Linked DNA regions of Pan troglodytes: region 1 is linked to region 2. A link is a contact called in public HiChIP or PLAC-seq data. All regions are on one chromosome and are shown on one strand. The core of a region is the stretch at or near the end of the contact, and the rest is flanking DNA. Distances in the headings are between cores, read along the strand shown. Region 1 holds the start of SMAP1 (small ArfGAP 1). Region 2 holds the start of FAM135A (family with sequence similarity 135 member A).

Evidence for each region. HiChIP or PLAC-seq counts read pairs in DNA pulled down with a chosen protein or histone mark.
Region 1: a contact with region 2 is called in an H3K4me3 HiChIP or PLAC-seq map of stem cell-derived excitatory neurons, with 3 times the contacts expected there. The contact joins the promoter of SMAP1 here to the promoter of FAM135A in region 2. A contact is called at or near these places in 1 of 7 Hi-C or Micro-C datasets (stem cell-derived neural progenitor cells) and 1 of 1 datasets of contacts at active chromatin or transcription factors (stem cell-derived excitatory neurons).

What each region holds. Positions count from the first base shown.
Region 1 is chr5:82,621,078-82,626,281 of NHGRI_mPanTro3-v2.0_pri, reverse strand. It overlaps SMAP1 (small ArfGAP 1), which reads right to left and starts at 3,133. Exons shown (of 11, transcript XM_016955787.2): 1 at 2,710-3,133. The coding sequence starts at 2,827.
Region 2 is chr5:82,368,251-82,373,430 of NHGRI_mPanTro3-v2.0_pri, reverse strand. It overlaps FAM135A (family with sequence similarity 135 member A), which reads right to left and starts at 3,447. Exons shown (of 23, transcript XM_016955771.4): 1 at 3,040-3,447; 2 at 1,370-1,455.

The sequences.
Region 1 (5,204 bases), core at 1,884-4,383, 250 kb before region 2:
AATGTCAAAACCCAATTGACATACCTCTACCAACTATGATAAGGCAAGATAATACAGGCACCTCAAATCCTAAGCTTTAGTTTTGGTACATATTCTCAAAGATCAGTGGAAGGAGCTTCTTTGAAAGAAAGAAAATTGAGTTAACTAGGAAATAACTTTGAAATACAGTACATGAAAAGTTTGATGCAATTTACTAGACAGTGAAGAAAATATCAATACATACACAGAATGAAACTTCTTAGTAACTGAGCTGTAGAGTAAGACCTTTAACATATCTTTTAAAAGTACTATATTTATTATGTCATCCTAGCATATAGATCCAAATCATGTAACAAGCCAAGAATTCTACTAAAAAAGCCTCCATAATGTACTTCAACCTTACCAAATACTCAAAAACTGTGAAAATATATTTACATCAATTGCTCTATCATGTCGAATTTTTCAATTACAACCATGAAATCAAGTCTAATTAAATCAATAAGTGGCCTTACCTGTGATTTTTTGCCTGAAAGATCAAGATAAAACAATTAAATTATTTACAAGATCATTTTAATATTCTTCTAGATTTAGGAGCAACAAGAAAAAAATAATCCTTGTAAATTATACTGTGGAGTTCATGCCCTTCAAGCTGCACCCTTGTACTCTTGATACCATTCTCTTCTCTCTCACTTCCTTCACTTCTCAAAACAAGTAAACCAACAAAAGGCCAGACAAAACCAAAATACAAAAGTCATTCATTCAATATATATCTACTGATTTCCGTGGCAATACAAACATTGAGCAAAACGAATACTTCCTATTCTTCAGGTCCAAAGAAGTAAAACTTTTGATCCTAATTTAAGAAGCACATGATTCTCTTCTCCCCACCCCAAAAGAGTAAATAAAAAAAAAAGTTAACATGGTTAATAATGGCTTTTAAAAATCTGTATTATTTTAAAAAGCATTAGTGAAAATCTGATTTTATAAAGTACTTTTTTGGAGACAGAAATTTGAACAAAAATTAAATTATTTTTAATAATGTCTGTAGATGAAGGAAGGTTAATTCTGAAACTGTTACTATTCGACTTTTAATGAACAGATTTAATATTTACCAGCATCTCTACTTAACCATGTTATTACTCAAAATGACAAAATGTGTACTATTTAGCTTCAGCTTCTTTCTTCTTCTTCTTGGCCTTTTAAAGGACCATTTTTCAGTGTTTTGCTAGTGCAGTCAATGAGCAAGCAACTGAGCCTAAACACAGTGCAGAACTCCCAAATAACCACACACAATCAAGTTACTAGGAAAACAAATATTACAAGAACCAGGCATGGACTTTGTAAAAACTCATCACCTGAAAAGGTTACATAGGATAAATATAATCTTGACTCAATCAAGTTACTATATTGAAAAGTGCTTCATAAAAATAATCTAGTTACAGTATTCCCGCATGATTCTTCTAGTAATTCAGTACCTGTTACGACAGTGAAGTAACCTGCTGATGCTGTGTGGCTCAGTCTAGTCAAATATTATCAGCCTACTGAAATGTGACTCATTTATATAGTATTGAGATAGAACAGTAAAGCTTCAGGAAAAGTCTAAGTCAAATAACACAGAAATCTTAAAGGACATTCCCCAAAGAGACTGTCTCCTGCTTTAGAGAACTACCCTATTTCTCACCCAATAACGAAATAAACCAATTAAAAATATACACGATCTTTTCTTAACTACACAAGACATTTCTTTAAAAAAAAAAAGAAATATTTCCCTTGAGATTACTTACAAGACATTAAACATAAATCAGATCTCCAAACACAAAACATAGCAGCTAAAAATAGTCTATCTATTTCAAAGGCTGAAGCAGAAGCCCTCCAACCGAACAAACTAAAATTAGGTTTTTTTCCATCTCTAGATCTTTAAAATGAACCTTCAGCATTTATGAGGTACACAAATCAGTGTCCACATATTCTCCCAAACTAGCTGGTCAGAGAAAACCTAATTACTAAAATCTTCAGAAATACAAACCCACCGTCCTCCAAGAGACTCATGTAATGAAATTCCTCTTCATTCTGGCTAAAAACCAGACTAAAAAACAATACTACTACTAATAAAGACCTTTATCCAATTAATTTATTCCGTAAAACTCAAACCCACCGAAAAAGACCACCATACTCTTTTTCAGGAAGCAGAGATAAAAGCCTTATACAAAAGCTGTCAGGTGGGCAGGCAGGTAGGGCTCCATCTAGGAGACCAAGAATCCGAGCCCGGAGTGGGAAGACGTGGTCACACCGGAGGGTAGAGGAGGGGATCCAGACCTAAGCGCGGCCCCACCCACAGAGATAGCTATGAGCAGAGCTAGGAGGGCAACTCTCTAACCCTAAGCTCTGCCCAGACCCGTGCCCGGTTCCGCGCTCCCAGCCTCGCTCCTACCCCCAGCCCTGTGGAGGGTCCGAGCATCGCTACCCCGGCACCTGCTCAAACCCGTGTCGGGGAGGAGGGGAGGCTGGGGCCACTGACAGGGCCTGCGGGCCTGACCTCGCCGCCGCCTCTGGCGGACTTGAGGGTCGACAGGAGCCCCGCGCCCGCCCGCTCAGCCACCCGCCCTCCAGTCAGGGCAGGAGCCGGCCAGCGAAGCCGAGGCGTCCGCTCGGGCCCCGAGCGCCGCAGCGGCGGGAAGGTCACCGGTCGCAAGAGGCCCCGACCGTGGGCAGCGACGACGTCCAAGCTACCTTTGGCCTCGCAGTCGGCGCAGTACTTGTTGTCCTCCTCCCTCAGAAGCTTGGATAGGATGAGCTGGTGCTGCTCGTTCAGCTTCTGAGCCTTCTCCCGACAGGAGCGCGTCGCCATCTCGGCAGCGGGGCGGGGAGCCCGGGGCAGCTACGGCGGCGGCGGACGCTGGCTGGAGCCGGGCAGAGTGAACGCACCTGGCGCCGCCGGGACCGCGGGCGGACTCAGCCCAGGAAGCGGCAGCGGCAGCTGGAACGGGAGGAGGGGCGGCGGCGGCGGTGGCGGTGGTAGCGCCGACGTGTCCCGCCTCCTTGCCCGGCCTGCCGGCACGCACCACCCTAGCCGGCGAGGGGAGGGGGAGGGGGACTGGGTCGCGCCGAGGCTTCCGGGTGGCGCGGAGGAAGGAACCCGGGCGCCGAGCGCGCTGCGCATGCGCCGAACCTACGGGGCCCGGGCTGCCGAGTCTTTTTGCAAAAAGGCCTTCTGCCCAAGGTGATTCCCGAAAGGTAGCTGGCACTGCCTCATACGAGCTTTCCCCCCTTTTGAGATGTGATGGTCCGCAAGGGCCTCTAGTAAAACCCAGTGACGGAAGACCTTTTACAGGAAGCCTACTTTGACTTGCCCATTTGCCTTTGCTCTTGCTGGCACAACATTGGAAATGCAGAAATAACTAGCGACTGGGTGGGTTCATTTACTCATTCGAGGTTTATTCGCCTGCAGTTTAGAAGCTGGAGACACGGATGGAATAAAAGAGGAAAAACGGTCTCTTACATTTTAAGGGCGAGAAATAATCTAATAGTGACATGTATTAGGGGATAACATTTCATTGAGTGATTACTCTGTTAAACGAACTGTTAGCTCATTTAACCCTTTCCCCAACCTTATGATATTGTTATCCTCATTACACAGGGGAGGAAAGTGAGGCATAGAGGAGTTAAGTAACCTGACCAGATTACAGAACTACTAGTGGAGGAGTTGAGATTTAAATCCAAAGCAGTCTGGCTCCAGAGTCTGAAAGACCTGGCAGTAAGCCCTTCCATAAGGGGGAAGGTGTGACCAGGAACCCAAGTACTAGGCGGTGATACTTTAACAAGAAGCTGTGTAAATAGTGATCCTTAATGCAAGAGAAAGAGAACTAAAGAAAACACTTTTCATTGGAACCCAGACCCTAATCCAGGCTCATGAAGTTTGAACTCCGGGTGACGCAGTTTCGATGATTTGGCATGTTGTATATTATGAGGAAGTTCTAATATGGGGCTTATGCAAGCCAAATAAACACAGTCCTTGCCTGCGATGAAGCAGATGCTAAGAAAGGCAATGAGCAAGAGTCGGTCTTACACTTCTTAGTAAGGCCAATTTCTAGCCCCTGGCCCTGCATAAAAGTGACCCTCATTGCTACCTAGCCCTGTTCTTGGCACAGGGGCTCAAAAATGTTTCTGGAATTAAATTGAATGGATATGGCAATGAAGATGCTCAGGAATTAAACAAATTAGAGCTTATACTACATAGCTCTGACAAATAACAACTAGGGAGATATTGGTGAGTTCCAATGAACAGAAAAAAACATTATGTGGGAGGTAGAACTTACGAGCCTTGTCCTGAAGATACGCTGGATTTAGATGGGGACTGGGGAGGGAGATATTAAGAAAGAGCAGCTTGCACAAAAGCATGAAGACCTGAAGTACCTTGGAAAACAGACTGGAACAAAAGGTACTACTTTTGAGATAAGGCTTCATAAGTAAACTATGATAGGGTTATGGAAGACTTGGGAAGCCAGACAAAGTAGTCTGGCCTTGATGCAAATTGACAGTAGAAAACCTGTAGATTTTTGCCGGGCACAGTGGCTCACGCCTGTAATCCCAGCACTTTGGGAGGCCGAGGCAGGCGGATCACCTGAGGTGGGGAGTTTGAGACCATCCTGACCAACATGGAGAAACCCTGTCTCTACTGATAATACAAAATTAGCCGGGTGTAGTGGCGCATGCCTGTTTAATCCCAGCTACTCAGGAGACTGAGGCAGGAGAATCGCTTGAACCCGGGAGGCAGAGGTTGCAGTGAGCGGAGATCAGGCCATTGCACTCCAGCCTGGGCAACAAGAGCAAAACTCCTTCCCCACCCACCCCCCCAAAAAAAGAAAAAGAAAACCTGTAGATTCTTCAAGTAGGATAATAGCATAATAAAAAGGATCTTTTGGGAAAGTTAGTCCTGCAGTAACCAGTAAACAAACACCATTTTTTGAGTACCTCTCCTCCGTACAAAAATTCTGTTCAGCACTGTAAGGACTCAGAAAAACAGAATACAGGTTTACCACCAAAAAACAACCTTCAGGATGGATTGAAGGGTCACAGCGATGTCCAGTACAAATACTTGCGTGCCACACGTATAACTTTAAATAATGCAGTAGCCACATTTAAAAACAGAAAAAGAAACATAAAATACATTTTACTAATACATTTGATTTAACTCAATGTATCCAAAATATTTTTGAGATGTAATA
Region 2 (5,180 bases), core at 2,198-4,697:
TGTTGCCCAGGCTGGTCTTGAACTCCTGGCCTCAAGAGATCCTCCTGCCTCAGCCTCCCCAAGTGCTAGAATTACAGGCATGAGCCACCACACCCCACCTTATTCCTAGTCATCTCTAAACCTTCTTCCTGACAAACAACTCATGAAAAAACACTTCAAATCTATATGCCCTCAGCTCCATCCATTTATTTAAATGCACACATGTACATATAAAAAACTCAATGTTAAAGCACTTTTTCCTCAATACCTAGAATCAAAGCAAAGGAAATCCTTGGCTTTTCTACCCCCTGAACAGCCCTCACAACAAGGATTTAATGTAAACAAAATAAAGATTTTATTTAATGTAAACAAAATAAAAATATAAAACAGAAAATTAAGGATTAACTAAAGATATAGGTGTAACTCTTACATTTCCTTTCAGTGTCAACTCGTGGCAAACAAAAGGAATATCTGTTTTACAAACTGAATGCTGCAGTGTCTGTTTCACTGTGTATGAACATTAACTAATGTTCACACATTAGTTAATGTACTAATTAGAAAACTCTAGTACATTAGAACTGCTGCTTCTCAAGGAAGCTTGCACTTCTTTCAAAGCCAGGTCATTTTATTTGGTACATCTATCTAGTACATTAGAAAAGTCTAATAGAGTGCTAGTCCACAGTTCACCAGCATTCTACTAGACTTTTCACAGAAGTCTGAAATTTAAAAAAGAAATGTTTGATTTGGGATTTAAGCAGTCAATTATACTCTTACTACACAGTCTAAAATTAAAGAGATAAAAACTAAGTATTTATATAGCAATTTTTGTCTGCGGTGGCCCTAAGCATGTTTAAATGATTAGGGCTTGCTTTGCTATTAATTACCTTACAGCTGGAGATACTGAGATACACAGGTTAAGTGGGTTCTACAAACTAATGTCATGAGTCATCATAAGAGCTCATATATTCTGACTAGAAATTCTAGTCTTCTGCCTGCTGTCCACCACAAATCCCTATTTAATTTATAAGAGCACAGGAACCAACTCACTAAAAATACCAGCAAGAATTTGTAGGCATTTACTTTTTGAAAATGAATGTTTACCTAAAAATAAAAAGACCTGGCTTTTTATTTGAAGGAAGTGCAAGCTTCCTTGAGAAGCAGCAGTTTCTTTATTTGCATTTGAAAAATCATTTTTAAAAAATCTTAAAAGCTGATGAGTGCATCACCTCTTACCATACACAACAATTGCTAGTTCTTCTCAAAGAAGTGTGGTTTGAAGACACCAGAGCCTCCTAGTTTTACTTTAAATCACTTTGAATAAGGAACTACACTTTTTTTTTTGCCTTGGTATTTCCCTTCTTAAAACAGAAACAGAAAACTTAATTCCTACCTGACACAGACAACATAAGGAAGAATTTGTTTGTGGACTGCTTTGAGATTCCAGAACCAAATACATAATCCAGTTGATCTTCAACCCTACAATAAAGACAAACTTCACTAAACATAACTGCTTCAGCAGATGCCTTCAAAATAAGATACTGTACCATTATTTATGGAAAGAGAAGTTTTATTTAAGCCAAATCTTGATCACAATGCAATGGAGGAAAAAAATTACAAAACCGTTTAGAAAGTTCTTCTGCTCAATTAAAAGTTAATACTTCTCACGTATGTCTCCTATAAGCACACTAATTCTAAAGGTAGCAGAAATTGTATGCATTTATTAGAGAACAGAGACTCTCAGGAAAATTATGCAATCAGTTGCAATAACAAATGTATAAAACAAATTAATAATACATTTTAAAAAAGAAATTCTGTTAAATTTCATTTAAGATTAGTTCTTGGACAGCTACACCTAATGGAGGACAAGAAAATTTCCACATTTTAAGTGTATGTTTGTAGGTCAACCTTTAACAAGTCTTAACCCACTATAGTTTCATGAAGTCTGTACTCAAGTTGCTTTTCCAGGCATGTCAGGTAAACATAATTCTTAAAAATTAAAGCTTTAATCAGTAAGTGTAACCGATTTATTGCTACTGTCACTCTTTTGATGATACTTCCACCAACCGGTAAAGAAAGAAGAAATGTTATTAAACTGGAAGATGAACTAGAAACATTGAGTGGATACCTAGCTTAGGCAGAAAGCAGCAAGGACTAGAAGGGTATGTCACAAAGAAGTCTTCAGAGATTTAATAAAAAGTAAAACAAATGGAATGAAGTTAAGAGGCTTGACTTATACAAATGGGGGGGAGGGTGGAAGAGTTTTGGAGGGGAAAAAATTAAGATTAGAGACTCACTGGGTGCAGAATGGAAAAGGACGTGAGGATAGGGGCCATTAGACAGAAAGCGATGAAGCAGGGTACCAGAGGAAAGAGAAGGGAGTGAGGGTTTCCGAAGCTAAGATGGGGCATGGAATGAACTCCAATGCAAAGCGATGCTAAAGCAAAACACAATCGGCAACTAACAAAAAGGGAACCAGGAGGAAGTACCGAAAGGAGGTGGATGAGAGGAAAATAAAACCAAGGAAGAAATTATGGAGGTAACAAGAGTGAGAAACCTGGTCGGCCAGGGTAAGGAGCTCCGGACAGGGAAGAGCCAGGCAAGGGATGGAAGCACACAGATACGCTGCTTCCCAAGGAGGGACCACCCGGGCAAAAAGACACGTGGGAGGCGCGGGATGAAAAAGCAGAACCACGAAAGCGGGTAAAGGAGGGACAGAGCGACGAAGATGGAGCAGGGGTGAAGGGCAAACACGCTAGGCGGGAGGTTCAGGAAGAACGGGTCGAGGGACGCGCGCAGGGGCAGGGGCGGCCGCGGGCACCGGGAGAGCAGCGCGCCGCGGCCCCTCGCCTCCCTCAGAGCGCTCCGCACCGCCGTCCCCACCGACCTTCAGCGGGGCCGGGGCCAGGCTCCGACCGCCAGCAGTCGGGTGAGGGGCCGCGGCGGGCGAACGGCGGACGAAGAGGAGGCCGCTTCCTTCCTGGCCCCTGGGCAAGAGGGACGGAGGGAGGGGTCGTGGGTGTCGGGAGCCGGGGGAGCCAGAGGGGACAGTAAGGGGGTTACCTCTCGCCCGGCTCGGCCTCTTCCCCCGCCTGTCGAACGGAGGAGCTCGTTGTCCAGCTGCAAGAAGACGGCCCGACCCGGGTCAGCACCATCCCGCCCCGGGCCCCCTCACATCGCCATCACAGCAACCGCAAACACCGCAACCGCGGAGCCGGTTCGTCACCGCGGCTCGGCTACTGGCCCAGTGCGGCCAGCGAGCATGCGCAGTCGCCCCAGTCCCGCGGGAGCCCGGGCCAGCCGGCTATACCTGCGATCAACAGGTCCCCGGCCGCACGGCCCCGCCCCCGGCCTCTCTCACCTCCTCCTCCCGCCTCTTCCCTCCCCTCTCGGAGGCTAGGCCCCGCCCCTTCAAGCTCCGTGCCCCGCCCTTCAGGAGCTTCAACTGCCCCTCCAGCTCCAGCGCCAACTGAGATTTCGAGAGATTTGTCCTCCCTACCAGGCTCCCGTTCCCAAGTTCCCGCGAGAACGGGAGGTTTGCGTCAATAAAAGGCGCGCGTCAAGAAAAGGGGCTCGCTTGTGGGTTTAAGGGATGGAAGTTGGAGGTGGTTGAAGAGCAGTGAACAAGAAGAGGGCAAAAACACGGAGTTCGAGAACTTTAGCCGTTTTTCTCACAATGTTGTGTCTCCTTTTCTCTCTTTAGCTCCTCCGTGCAGTCCCGGGTAGAGAGCTCGGTCCCTGCGCTAGTCGATTTGTGCAGTAGGAAAGGAGGCTGCAGGGGATCTGCGCGGGGGCAGGACAGCTGCCTTTCGGGACCCAGTGTTTGCATCTTGGGAGATGTGGGTGCTGATCTGGTTGTTTCTTGGTTTATGACGCCAAAAAGGGCGGGAGGGGGCTGATGAAGTGAAGCCTTTCGCTAATACATTCCCTTAACAGAAGCCCACGAAGGATCATTGATTTATTTCACTCTTCCCTGTTTCTGAACCTTATCTGGCAAAAACTTTTGTGGTGCATAAAGTTCAGTATGTTGCTAAAGCTGAGTTAATGAAAGGAAAATTTCAGCTGCGACTCTTGTTTTAAAAATGAATCTAGGATGGATAGTGGTGTTGGTTGCACAACAATGAATGGACATAATGCTACTGAACTGTGCACTTAAAAATGGTTAAAATGGTAAATTTTCTGTTATGTATATTTTACCACAATAAGAATGAATTAGAAGGGAAAAGCTTTGTGCATTCATTTGAAAGTAATGGTGATGTCTTGTAGGCCATTTAGGGGACAGGTTTTGAATATATCTTTGTACCAGTTTTTTTTTTTTTCGAGTGTGTGTGTGAGACAGAGCATTGCTCCGTCGCCCAGGCGGGAGTGCAGTAATGTGATCTCGGCTCACTGCAACCTCTGCCTCCGGAGTTCAAGCAATTCTCCTGTCTCAGCCTCCCTAGTAGCTGGGACTACAGGCGCACACCACCACGCCCGACTACTTTTTGTATTGCTAGTAGAGACGTGGTCTCACCATATTGGTCAGGCTGGTTTCGAACTCCTGACCTTAGGTGATCCACCCGCCTTGGCCTTCCAAAGTGCTGGGATTACAGGCCTAAGACACCGTGCCCGGCTTGTACCAGTTTTTACATGATTGGGTGTCCTCTTATCCTGTGAACCAATTTATTTGCATTTGTATGAATGGCCTGCTTTCCTGATTTCTAATTTGTCCCTTCTTTTATAGCCCTATACCATTTTACTATCCTTGCTAAACAGGCTTTTATTGCTTGTTTTGTGACTTGAACTTTAGCCTCAAAATTGGAAAGGCTTTTTCTGTTTTTTTTTTTAGTTCCAGCCATGTCTTAGGAGAATATAGTAAACAACCAATTATTTGCATTTCCACGTCCGTGCATCCCTAAAACACACAGTGTGCCAAGATTCTTTCCCTGTTCCACGTTCTTTTTATTCAAATCACATTGTTAACTCATCTGCTGTGTGCCAGGCAGTGTGCTAATCTTGGAAGATACCAACATGAATGAAAAAGAACTTGGGTGGAGTGTTTGCATTATTACCCTATGATGTAATGTGTATAGTGCAGAGATAAATGCACAGAGAGCTATTGAAGCTCAGAAGAAGCATTAATCCAACTTTGGGAAGAGGTCATGGGTCAGGAAAAACTTCCAGGAGAAAATGATTCCAGAGAGTTGAAGTGGGATGTCTTGTGG